Regions from separate parts of the Sus scrofa genome. Here regions 2 and 3 are each linked to region 1. Evidence: chromatin contacts called from public targeted proximity ligation data. All regions are on one chromosome and are shown on one strand. The core of a region is the stretch at or near the end of the contact, and the rest is flanking DNA. Distances in the headings are between cores, read along the strand shown.

The links.
Region 2: a targeted proximity ligation map of alveolar macrophages shows a contact between it and region 1. A contact is called at or near these places in 4 of 47 Hi-C or Micro-C datasets (alveolar macrophages, epiblast stem cells, liver and 1 more) and 1 of 2 datasets of targeted methods (alveolar macrophages).
Region 3: a targeted proximity ligation map of alveolar macrophages shows a contact between it and region 1. A contact is called at or near these places in 1 of 47 Hi-C or Micro-C datasets (fibroblasts) and 1 of 2 datasets of targeted methods (alveolar macrophages).

The regions. Positions count from the first base shown.
Region 1 is chr4:55,325,134-55,329,614 of Sscrofa11.1, forward strand. No RefSeq gene overlaps it. Among named protein-coding and RNA genes, the nearest start is that of FABP5, 45 kb to the left of the region's middle.
Region 2 is chr4:55,474,093-55,478,225 of Sscrofa11.1, forward strand. The region is part of intron 1 of PAG1 (phosphoprotein associated with glycosphingolipid-enriched microdomains 1); the gene reads left to right. Among named protein-coding and RNA genes, the nearest start is that of PAG1, 25 kb to the left of the region's middle.
Region 3 is chr4:55,548,354-55,552,746 of Sscrofa11.1, forward strand. PAG1 (phosphoprotein associated with glycosphingolipid-enriched microdomains 1) reads left to right here. Exons shown (of 9, transcript XM_021089173.1): 3 at 1,307-1,398. Among named protein-coding and RNA genes, the nearest start is that of PAG1, 100 kb to the left of the region's middle.

The DNA of each region.
Region 1 (4,481 bases), core at 1,813-4,312:
TTTCTCACACCCATGAATATGTTAGTCTCTCTGACTGGAATTCATCTCAAGTCCATTTATTAAATTCCTACATCATTCAAGACTGAAGAATAAGATCCTTGGTGAAGTCTTATTACCCAGACAGAACAAATTCACCCATTTTGTTTCCAAAGCCATGCTATTCTTACTTCTATAAAGTAAGCGTCATATGGCATTGTCATCATTTATTTATCTTTTATTCATTAAGCTATAAAAATCCTTTTAAGAAGTGTCTTATTAATGTTTGGTTAGATAACATCTAGCAGGAATGCCTGGTATAGCATAAAGATAAAAATATCCATAAAGATAAAAATATTCCATAAAAATATTTTTAAATGAATTAATAAATGTATAAATGAATAAATTCAGGAAACAAGGGAATCATTCTTTGTGGAAGAAAGATGTGAAGTCAGCTAACACATATTTTAGCTGAGTATTTATTTCACTTATAAAAACGAAACAACAATATCCATACACACACACTCAAATGTGCCAAGAAATCAACCATAAGCTCTAGATAAGCCACAGGGAACCATATTCAATATCCCATAATAACCTATAGTGGAAAATAATCTGAAAAGTGTGTGTGTGTGTGTGTGTGTGTGTGTGTGTGTGTGTATGTTTTAAAATAACAGAATCACTTTGCTGTACACCTGAAACTAACATAATATTGTAAATCAGCCATATTTCATTACAAAATTTAAAAATAAATAAAGAAAACAATTTAATATCAGGAAATGATTTGAGAAAATAGCATGCCTTCTGTGCTTGCTTATCTTAACTTTCTAAAGCCCTTTTTCACATCTTCAATAAGTTCTGGGCGGTCAAAGTTCATAAGGAAGACCTGGAGCCATCATAAGTCTAAATCCGTTTTCCAGTTACCTTTCAGTTTATTACAAGTTTCCAATTTTTGGTCCATTGGGGTTTACCATGATAAGAAAGTCAATAAGGATTATACTTCTGGGGCTTATCAAAGCAAATCCTAGACAAAGGAAAACCTTTAGGCCCAAAGATACACCTTGTGTTATCACAATTTAATAGCAAATATATATAAATAAACAAGCCAAATGCCTAAAATACAATGCTGTTAACTACACCCTGGCACATTTATTTGGTGGAATTCTGCTTTTTAAAATGATGCTTCTAATGTGCAAATAGCATCATGGGAAACTATTTTAAATAAGTTAAAGTTGTAACTGCAAATAGGCAAGGATCACAGCCATGTAATAAAAACATTGTAGAGACAAAATGTTGAGAAAATACATCAAATATGAATAATATTTGGGTAGTAGAGCCATGACTTTTTTCTTTACTCATCAGTAATTTCCAAGTATTCTTTAATAAAATCTATTATTGTCATTATAAAATATTACTTGATTTTAATCCCAAAGTATGTTATTTTTATTATAAAATGTTACTTAATTTTTAATCCTAAAGCATATTTTGATGGACTAACCCTGCCAACTCAAAGCCTTGGGCCATTTTAGTCCAATGTACCTTAGATGCTTCTAAGAGTCATTCGGCCTTCTTAAAAAACTGTTCTACATATTTGTTTGCCAAGATTTTTTTTTTTTTTTTTGTCTTTTTGCTATTTCTTGGGCCACTCTGGTGGCATATGGAGGTTTCCAGTCTAGGGGTCCAATCGGAGCTGTAGCCATTGGCCTACACCAGAGCCACAGCAACACAGGATCCGAGCCGCGTCTACAAACTACACCACAGCTCACGGCAACGTTGGATCCTTTAACCCACTGAGCAAGGGCAGAGATCGAACCCTCAACCTCATGGTTCCTAGTCGGATTCATTAACCACTGTGCCACGAGGGGAACTCCAAGATTTTATTTCAGTTCTACAACCTTCTATGGAGCATTTTTTGTGTGGAGTCTTTGTGTTAGGCCTTGGGTTGGGGGAGAGAAGATACAAAGATAATATATAACATCTCACAGCAAGCACATCACCCTGTAGTGATGTGGCCACACACACAGATTCCCAGCTGTCTCCAGCACATCCATGTGCATCAAATGCTCTGCTAGAGATGAAAGGCAAGATCTACTTTACTTGCAGCCCTGGAGGAGTGTGTACAGGAAGCTGGCATTTGAGTTAGGAATTAAGGGTTGTGAAATATAAAATTGAAAGGGAGAATGTTCCTGAAAGAGGAAGAAAGGCCTTAAAACGCATGCAGGGTAATGAGTTGTCTGCCATGTGGGAACATTCAGTATGACGTGGGGAAAGACTTGGAATGAGGTGGGCATAATTGCAATGATACAATTGTTGGCAGTGTACACGAGAAGCCTAAATAAACTTGATCTTCTTCCAAGCTTTGGATATTGTATATTTAATTTATTCTGAAATACTCATATATCCATATCTCGATTTCCCATGTTTTGGCCTTTTTTTTTTTTTTTTTTTTTTTTTTTTTTTGGTCTTTTTAAGGCCATACTCCCAGCATATGGAGGTTCCCAGGCCAGGGGTTGAATCAGAGCTGCAGCCTCCGGCCTGCGCCAGAACCACAGGATTGCAGGATCCGAGCTGTGTCTGTGACCTACACCACAGCTCAAGGCAATGCTGGATCCTTAACCCACTGAGCAAGGTCAGGGATTGAACCCATATCCTCATGGATCCTGGTTGGGTTCATTACCACTGAGTCACAGTGGGAACTCTATGTTTCAGCCTATTTTTATTTTCAGTTCTGGACTTGCAAAATTATAATTATATTAGGAAATATAATAAAAATATAAAATTTTATTCAGGATTTACCTGTGCCTAGGCCTTCTGTTAAGCGTTTTCCATATATTATCTCACATGAGCCTCATGAAAATCACAGGAAGTAGGTCCTTATCCCCATTCTGCAGATGGATAGACTGAGTCACAGAAATATTAAATAATTTTCCCAAGTCACACAGATAGTAGGTAGGAATGAAAAGACATGAAGGCCAAAACTAATCACATGACTCATTAAATTAAAAGTAATTCTCAGGACTAGAACAGACTAGACCGCAGAATGCCCTCTGATGTAGTTCAACAAGGTGGCCACTAGATGGCAGAACTGGCCCACCTTGGATAGAGTTTGGACTGGGTGCGGTCCAATCTTGGAAACCTTTATGGGGTTTAAGCAATGATTAGAAACAGCTGATTCTCTCCAAATTAAGCAAAGATAGGGCTAATATGCATGCCTATATAGTTACACTTTAACAGGAAAAATTTCATTTTTCAAAATCAAGAACCACAATCTTTGATAATTTCCCACATATTTAGAAATGTGTAATCTACAACATAAAACTAAAGAGGAGTTCCTATGGTGGCTCAGAGGTAACAAATCCAACTAGTACCATGAGGCTGTGGGTTCAATCTCTGGCTTCTCTCAGTGGGTTAAGGATCCGGTGTTGCCGTGAGCTGTGGCATAGGCCGCAGATGAGGCTTGATCCCGCCTTGCTGTGGATGTGGCTCCAATTCGACCCCTAGCTTGGGAATTTCCGTATGCCGTGGGTGTGGCCCTAAAAAGCCAAAAAATAAAAAACAATTAAAAAATACATAAATAAAAAGGTTATGTCTTCTCATTTCTTCCTTCACAGAGGAGGGGGTACTAGGCGCCTGGCCTTTTTAAATGAGGCTCTTTCTGGTTTCAATCACCATGTCTTTGTCCGCTACAGTAAAAAATGAGAGTGCTACACCTCGTTTTAGGGAATGAAGACTCGCCAGGGCCTGACTTAGGCACCATATTTGTACCCTGGGTTGACTTGTACCTATTCCTCCACCCTGGGAAATTTGCAACTGTTTAACTCAGGTGAATCAGGTACAAATATTTAACAGGGATTATGCAAGAGAAACATCATCCAGGAAATCAGTTTAACAGGCAGAACCTAATGCTATCATTTGTCATCTGTTTTTCAGGTTGAAGTCAAAACTCAAGAGACCTTTGCTCAAAGAGCTAAAATTGTCCTATCTATTAATGGCATGGACTCTCAGGAAGTTCACTCATAGAAGTACCCAGCTTCTAGTGGGAATAGATCAACATGACATTCCTCCAAACCTTGAGATAAAATACAGGCTCCACCCAAATCACCATATCCTGGGGCTTCTGTGAAATGATAGGCCCAAGAGAGGGACCTTCTAAACATGGAAGGGACACATGAGGCCAAGGCGCATCAAGTTCAGATGACACTGAACCCACACAAACCTTGACCCCCTAGTTCCTGTTTCCTAGAAAGAGCATGATCCTGGGGCAATTCAGCCTCTCCCAGAACCCCTGCACAGCCCCAGTCCTGTTTAAAAGAAAAAAGAAAAAATCCTAGTCAGAAAACACGTCACTGAAGAACACAAAGAAGAATTTGTAATTCCAAAACGTGAAATGAGAGGAGGCATTCAAAGCCATGTCCAGTGAAAGAGAAAGTGTCTCCCATTGTACTTTTGCTAGAACAGGCCCTGGAGGCTTTTCTCATAAATGAGAACAAAATTCTTCCTCCTTC
Region 2 (4,133 bases), core at 884-3,383, 150 kb after region 1:
AACAGCTCTGCAAAATTCCAAAATCCTTGTTGCGTGTTCATTGTCTCACGAATGAACATGACCCTTCTCCCAAATCCAGGACTCTGTACATCCCATCTTGGAACAGAACCAGAAATTTCCATTATGGCTGGCTTTTCTGGAGGAGAAGTTTAATTTTGTTTCTTCAGGGTAGGATTGTAAGTCCTGGATGGGTAGGAAATAGCCATTAGGAAGGACAGATTTGACCTTCATCGGTCTTTCTGGGTTCTCTTTTTTTGCCTTTTTTTATGTAAAAGAAGTTAAGAGGGTTAAGGGATAGCATCTTTTTAAATCATCCTTAGACCTGGAAACCCAGCCATCATGCCTCACAGAAAATTATTGTGCTTTCAGTTGCCATGAATCATTTATTTCTTAAGTGGCTCTTGAACCAAGAGTTGTGAAAAGGATGTTGAGGAGCTGGAGGAGGGTTGCTGCGTGAAAAGCACACTGATAATTAGGAATCTCATGTCAAAGCAGGCTTGAAAACACATTTACTTAAATAAATTATCTGCCTGCCCCCATCTGAACGTGTGGAGAAACTTCCAGGCTTCCAGCCATGTTTTCTTCTGCTGTTAGGTTATTGAATTTGTTGCTCTGGATTTCATTTCATAATGATGTTTAGGTTGGCCTGACTTTTAGGAAGGGAGGCATCCCATATTATCAGTTTGTTAAGGTTCCCATAACCAAATAGCACTGATAGGGTGGCTTTAAATGACAGAAATTTATACCCTCACACTTCTCAAGGCTGGAAGTCCAAAACCAGTGTGTCAGCAGGCTTGGTATCCTCTAAGCCTCTGCTTGCCTTGCACCTGGCCGTCCCCTCGCTGCCTTTTCACACTGTTGCTCCCCCCATCTCAGTGTGACACCTCTGTGTGTTGTTTTTTCCTCCTCATATAAGAACACTCAGCAGGAGTTCCTGTTGTGGCTCAGTGGAAGTGAATCTTACTAGGAACCATGAGGTTGAGGGTTCGATCCCTGGCTTCATGCAGTGGGTTAAGGATCCTGCATTGTCATAAGCTGTGGTGTAGGTTGCAGACGTGGCTCGAATCTGGTGTTGCTGTGGCTGTGGCCTAGGCAGCATATGTAGCTCCGATTAGACTCCTAGCCTGGGAATCTCCATATGCTGCGGGTTTGGCCCTAAAAAGACAAAAAGAAAAAAAAAAAAAAAGAAAGAAAAAAGAACACTCAGCAGATTAGAGGAGAACCCACCTTCACGACCTTACGTCACTCAATTACCTCTTCGAAGGCTGTATCTGCAAATACAGTCACACTCTGGGACAGTCACACTTAGGACTTCAACGTAGACATTTGAGGGAAACTCAAGTCAGTTCATAATACACCCCCCGCCCTGGGAATATACAGAGGGAAGGAGCATGAAAAAAGAGCAAGAGGGAGTTTCTGTCATGGCTCAGTGGAAATGAATCTGACCAGCATCCATGAGGATGCAGGTTCAATCCCTGGCCTCACTCAGTGTTGCCGTGAGCTGTGGTGTAGGTCCCAGATGTGGTTCAGATCCTAGGTTGCTGTGGCTGTGGTGTAGGCTAGCTGCTACAGCTCCAATTTGACCCCTGGCCTGGGAACCTCCATATGCCGTGGGTGCAGGCCAAAAAAAAAAAAAGAAAAAGAAAAAGAAAGAAAAAATCCAAGAGCAAGAAAAAATTCTCCCCAAGCCACCTGCCTCCATCCTACCCTGCTCCTCACCTCTGCTAGACCCCTGCAGCAAGAGGAGGGGAGAAATGACTCTGAGCCACAGACCAGCAGCTTTTTAAATGTCAGCCCCACCCACGCTGGACTCAGTAGGAGCTGCCTGCCTCAGGCGTGAACCCAGTTTGAATGAGCTTCCTGGAAGCTGAGAAATGGGCTCTGTCTCCTTTGAAGCCTGACTGTTAAGCTTACTGCAGGGGAGAGGTGAGCCTTTTGGTTTTCAGACTCCAACATGATTGTCTCAGGTTTTCCAAGGGGTGCATTTTTTGTTGTTTGGGGTTGAGGGGGCTGTCTCATTTCCATCATTATGGTGGGAGGTGGACTCAGGGCTACCTCTGGAGGTGCTGCATACGAGACAGGGCATCGTATTTTGAATGTGAAATGTACTCCCATCTGCTGGCATTTGTCTGTTAGCGAAAGAGGAACTTCAGCGACAATCCTGAAATGAAAAGAAAACCAAAGCTGTAACTGCACTTTAAAGAACTGCGGATTTGTAGTGAGAAGAGACTTTGGCTTTGTGATTAGAGTGAAAGCATTTTGTGTTGATTATGTCGATTGTCAGGTCTGAAAACATAGACATATATGTCCTAGAGCATATCATGTATTGCAGAATAATATTAATATACCATATGTTACATGTTGTCACCGATCTCTAGACTTTCTGACCACCCTCAGGCCTTTTAAACATTAATTGTGCTAGGTTAATGCCCTAAGCGCTAGCTGCATCCTTGCTTCTTGGCTCAGCTACTGATGCTAGGATGACTTATCTTGCTGGGGCAGCCTCAGGTAACGTGCATGATCAGGTCTGTTTTTATGCAGCTAGTTTTGATGGTGCCAAAAACATGATATGTTGTTAGCATGTTATTGTGTTCGTTTTATAGTTTGATTTGTCCAGTGAGTGTCTTGGAGGCTTCATTCATTAAACTTTAATTGAATACCAACTACTTTTCAGGCACATTAGCATATATCATAAGGCCTCAAAATTCCCACTTGGCAAGAGAAGACATCTAGTGGAAGTGCTGGCATGACTTGCCCCTGTCATGAAGTGAGGGAGTCTCTGAGTTGGGTTTTCAGGGAGATATGATAGCAGTCGTGTTCTGGGCTTCACTCGCTCTGTTGTTCTGTGATTTCTTTGTTGAAGCTCACCACCAAGCTAGTTTTGAGATCAGATAGGAATTAATGAATTGGTAAATCAGATTGTGTGTCCTTCTGACTTACATATACCATTGACTTGACTTAAGAAATAATTTGCTTCCTTGTTTTCTCTGTACGATCTTGGCTAACACATGCTGCTAAATGGTGCATTTAATTTACAAAGCAGGGAGTTCCCGTCATGGCTCAGTGGTTAAGGAACCCGACTAGCATCCATGAGGACTCGGATTCGATCCCTGGCCTCGCTCAGTGGGTTAAGGATCTGGCGTTGCCGTGAGCTGTGGTGTAGGTTGCAGATGCAGCGCGGATCCCAAGTTGCTGTGGCTGTGGCATAGGCTGGCGGCTATAGCTCTGATTCCACCCCTAGCCTAGTAGCCTCCATATGCCACGGGCGTGGCCCTAAAAGACAAAAAAAAAAAGTACAAAGCAGTTGTCAGATCAGTTCCTTGACAAGGGATAAACGTTTGGACCAAGCTAATATTGCTGAATCTGTGGAGGGACACAAACAATGTTAGTTGATTGACATTTAGAAGCCACTTTGCTCTGAGATGCAAAGATTCTAGTGGATCTGTCATATTTGACAAAGATGAAGTCGTATTCAGAATAAATATTTTTCTCTGAAGCTTCATTATAGAAAGTGATGTTATTTTAATATTCATCAATGGATTGATCTTTATTTAGATAGCTGTCCAAACTAATACTGGGAAGGTTTTTTGCATCACCTGATGACTAGGTTACGACTATTGTGGTACAACTCATTGGTAAAATTAGCCCCTCACTTTTGAAGGTTTCGTTAACCCCAGCATTTATCAAGTACTACCATGAATAGTTTATTCATATCTGTATATGCTTAACCAGATCATAGAGGAAAGGAAGTGTCTTAGTACTTCTTTTGGAATTCCCCTTGGTGCTGACACAAAATGAGTATTTGCTATAAGATATTCTAACTTAACACGTTCAAATACCCAAGGGTATCTAGACCCCTAGGCTGTCTTCTGCCACGTTTTATCTCTTCCTGTAGATTCTGCCATCCTTTCCATTGCCTGTTCAGTAGAGCTGGCAAATACAATAGGAAGTCTTTTTTTTAGGGCTACACTCATGGCATATGGAGGTTCCTAGGCTAGGGGTCTAATCAGAGCCATAGCCACTGGCCTACGCCAGAGCCACAGCAACGCCAGATCTGAGCCTCGTCTGTGACCTACACCACAGCTCATGGCAACGCTGGATCCTTAACCCACTGAGAAAGGCCAGGGATTGAA
Region 3 (4,393 bases), core at 383-2,882, 220 kb after region 1:
TTTGTACCATATTTTAGATTCCACATATAAATAATATCATATGGTATGTCTTTCTCTCTCTGATTTATTTCACTTAGTATGAGAATATCTAGTTGCATCCATATTCCTGTGTGGCATTATTTCACTCTTTTTCATGGCTAAGTATACTGTATTCCATTGTATATATGTACCACATCTTAATCCATTCATCTGTTGATGGACATTTAGGTTGTTTCCAGGCTTTGGCTATTGTGAATCATGCTGCAGTGAACACTGGGGTACATGTATCTCTTTGAATCATTGCTTTGTCTGGATATACGCCCAGGAATAGGATTGTTGGATCATATGGTAGTTTTATATTTAGTCTTCTGAGGAAACTCCATACTGTTTTCCACAGTGGTTGCACTAATTTACTTTCCCACCTACATTGTAGGAGGCTCCCAGAGATTGTGCTTTTATTTTATTTATTTATTTATTTATTTATTTATTGTCTTTTTAGGGCCACTCCCGTGGCATATGGAGGTTCCCAGGCTAGGGGTCTAATAGGAGCTGTAGCCGCTGGCCTATGCCACAGCCACAACAATGCAGGATCTGAGCCGCTGCGATTCTTGACCCGCTGAGCGAGGCCAGGGATTGAACCCGAAACCTCATGGTTCCTAGTTGGACTCGTTTCCACTGCACCATGATGGGAACTCTGAGTGAGATTCTACTTTTAATAACACATTTTCACAGTTAAATCACAGCTTACCTTCCCTCAAAACATAAATACTGTCTTCAAATAAATCATTTGTTTTATCTCAAATTCAGACAACAGTTACTTGAATTTTACTCTCACTAAAATAACATAGATTATTTCTCCTAAAACTGGGAAAAATGGAGAAGGACCCAGTAATTTGATGTGTATTTGACCAGACATTGACTTGGCTGCTATTTTCAAGAGATTTTAGGCATTCCCACTGTGGCTTGGTGGGTTAGGCACCCAAATAGTATCCATGAGGATTCATGTTTGATCCCTGCCCTCGTTCAGTGAGTTAAGCTCCATTTCGACCCCTGTTCTGGGAACTTCCATATGCCATGGGTGCAGCCCTAAAAAGACCAAAAAAAAAAAAAATGGTTTTAAATTGATTCACTTCTATGCGTAATTTTTTCCTCTGCTTTGTCATTTGCTCTGTTCAGGAAGAAATATAAACCTTGGTGTTTCACATAAATTTGCCAGCATTTTTTACAATCAACTGGACAAATATCTTTTCACAGTCTCTGTCCGTCTGTCTTTTTTTTTCTTCTTCTTCTAACTTTTTTTTTTTTTTTTTTTTTTTTTTGGTTATAGGCCAAGAAGAAAGAGAGAACATTCATCAAATATTTCAAAGGGAACACATCGCCAGCATTTTGACTATTTATTTGGACAAACATTTCTCCAAGGTAAATATTACCATTGTACCAATGGGGAAGAGGGGGGCACATCGTTAGAATTTGCAGATGCAGTAGAAGCGCACAAAGGCTGAATTGTTGAGTCTAATACAAACCTAGAGTGAGAGGAGAGAGGGAAGGAGAGGAAACAGGGGGAGAAAGTGGGGCTTTGGGGACACCCCGCAGTCTCTTCTCAATGTGTTACCAGGAGGATGCCGTCAGCATCTGGGAGCCCATGGAGCTGGACTCAGAATGGGTGGGAGAAAGAGGAAGCTGTATTTTTTTTTTTTTTATTTTGTGTCGGTGTCTCTCAGATATTCATGAAAACAACAGGCAATGAGGTCTGATTGTAAAAAGAGCATTTTTTCTTTCATGAGAAAAGGATTGGCTAATTCCTTTTAGGGATGAAAATAAGATATATGCTGTATTCACATCATGGGGCGGGGGAATGAATCATAGTTTTTTACACCAACTAAGGCTGACCAATATGAAAGATTTTAAGGAAATCCATGTTCTTCTTTTATGAAAATACTTAGTAAGTAAATCTTTCGTTGGTTGATGACGAATCCTTCTTGTTTGAAAGCATTATATACTTGATGCTTCTTTTCAGGGGAGGGGAAGGAGTGTGTGTGTGTGTGTGTGTGTGTGTGTGTGTATAAAAGAGAAAGAGAGTGAGCGAGCTGTGTGTGTGTGTGTGTGAGAGAGAGAGCAGTGTTTGTGTGTGTATGTGTGTGAGAGAGAGAGAGCTGTGTTTGTGTGTGTGTGTGTGAGAGAGAGAGAGAGAGAGAGAGAATGAAGATGAGACAGAAGGACACCAAAGAGAAATCTGTCAGCATCCTACTGTATATTTCAGAGAATTAACTCGAGGCATTTTCTTTATGAATCACGAGCTTATTGAGAATAAAGCCTTCGCAGAAGCAGCTGAATTCCTCGTCAGCTCCAGCATTCATGAATTAGCTGCCAATATTTTTAACACAAATTGCTGTGTCATTTCTGTGAAGTTCCCCTGTTGCTGCTCAGGCTGAAGCTAAAAGCTGTTTTTGCTCAGCCCTGAAATTTCAGCTGAGAAAATTTCCTTTCTGAGAAAGATATTCGTGGGCATGCATTCACACACAGAAATGCCAAAATATACTATCCAATTTAAAAGAAAATAAATTTGGGATTCCCATTGTGGCGCAGCGGGTTAAGAATCCGACTAGTATTCATGAGGATATGGGTTCGATCCCTGGCTCCGCTCAGTGGGTTAAGGATCTGGGGTTGCCCTGAGCTATGGTGTAGTTTGAGACGTGGCTCAGATCTGGGGTTACGGTGGCTGTGGTGTAGGCTGGCAGCTGCAGCTCTGATCAACCCCTAACTTGGAAACCCGTATGCTGCAGGTGTGACCCTAAAAATAAAAATAAAAATATCTATTAAAAATAAAAAAAAAATAAACTCATTGACTTTCTCTGTTTAGCAGTTGATAGAGAGCCGACGTTACATAGTCCTGAGCTGGCTAAAAAGCAATTCCAGATTGGCAGGGGGGAGAAGGAGGTTTTTCTCACCAGTCCTCATTCTGCCTGTTCTCTTCTGAAGGGGTTGGGTTGGGGAAATGGAGTCTTGTACATTAGAGGAGAATTCTGTGATACTATTCATTCTCTGTTCTGACAGAGAAGACATTGTTTATTCGCTGTAATTGGCTTGGCAGGAGTCTGTGCTGTGCATACAGAAAGGGAACGTTGCAAAGCAGTGGGGAATCTCAGAATCCTAAGTAATAGAGCAGCTTAGAGCTTTTTTAAAAATGTCTTCTAGTAGCTTCCATCACTGTAGATGCAAGTGATCATGGGGGGCAGGGAGAGTTTTCCTCGAAGTGACAGTTTTCTTGACCTTGCTTTATGCATGTCTCACATAAAGAAAAAAAATCTTTAAGGTAGCAGCATGTCTTTTGAAATCCTGCAGCAGTAAAAGTTAAAAGCAGGAAAGGTGAGAAATACATTCCAAACACACTAGACCTGCTTTGAGATCGCTCCCTACATATTAACATTCCGACGTCGGTATAAACAAAAAAATAACCCATGCGTGTCACCTGATGATTCACAGAAACAAGTGGGAGCTGCCTAAGATAAGAGAAAAAGGACACAGTCAAAGATGTGCCTTGAGGTATGAAGTGCTCTGCCAGGGACAGTGTGAGAGGGTGCCATGCTCAGAATGTTCAGAACTTTAAAGCAGCAACTGTAAAAACCAAGTTTCAAAGCCCTCTGCAAACCCTGCATTGAAAACCGAATTGGCCAAAATGTAAACTCAGGGTGTGGGGTTTGTGCCTCTTAAAGCTGTGCATTCACCCTCCACTTTCCGCTGAACACTCCCCCGCCCCACCCCAAGCCCAATCCCAAGTGTCTGGGGACTCGGGTGTGTGCCTGTGCATCTCTTACCAAAGCAGAGAAAGCTGTCAGCCAGGCTGTAGGCTGCCAGGTTCACAGACACAGCACAGGAGCTGGTCCAAGGGAACCCTGGGAGCAGGTGGGCCTGCCATCCCCAGCCAAGTTCACGGGCCCCTCATTCTTATGCTCACAGAGTGATTTTTCTTTTTTTTTTTTATTTGGTTTAATTGGGGTGTAGTTGATTAACAATTTTTTTTTGTCTTTTTTTGCCATTTCTTGGGCCACTCCCCCAGCATATGGAGGTTCCCAAGCTAGGGGTCAAATCGGAGCTGTAGCCACCGGCCTACGCCAGAGACACAGCAACGCCAGATCCAAGCCTTGTCTGCAACCTACACCATGGCTTATGGCAACGCTGGATCCTTAACCCACTGAGCAAGGCCAGGGATTGAACCAGCAACCTCATGGTTCCTAGTCAGATTCGTTAACCACTGCGCCATAATGGGAACTCCCAGTTGATTAACAATTTTGTATTAGCTTCAGGTTTACAGCAAAGTGAATCAGTTATACGTATACACATATCCATTCTTTTTTCCCGTGATAGGTTATTACAGAACATTGAGCAGATCACCTTGTGCTATACAGTAGGTCCT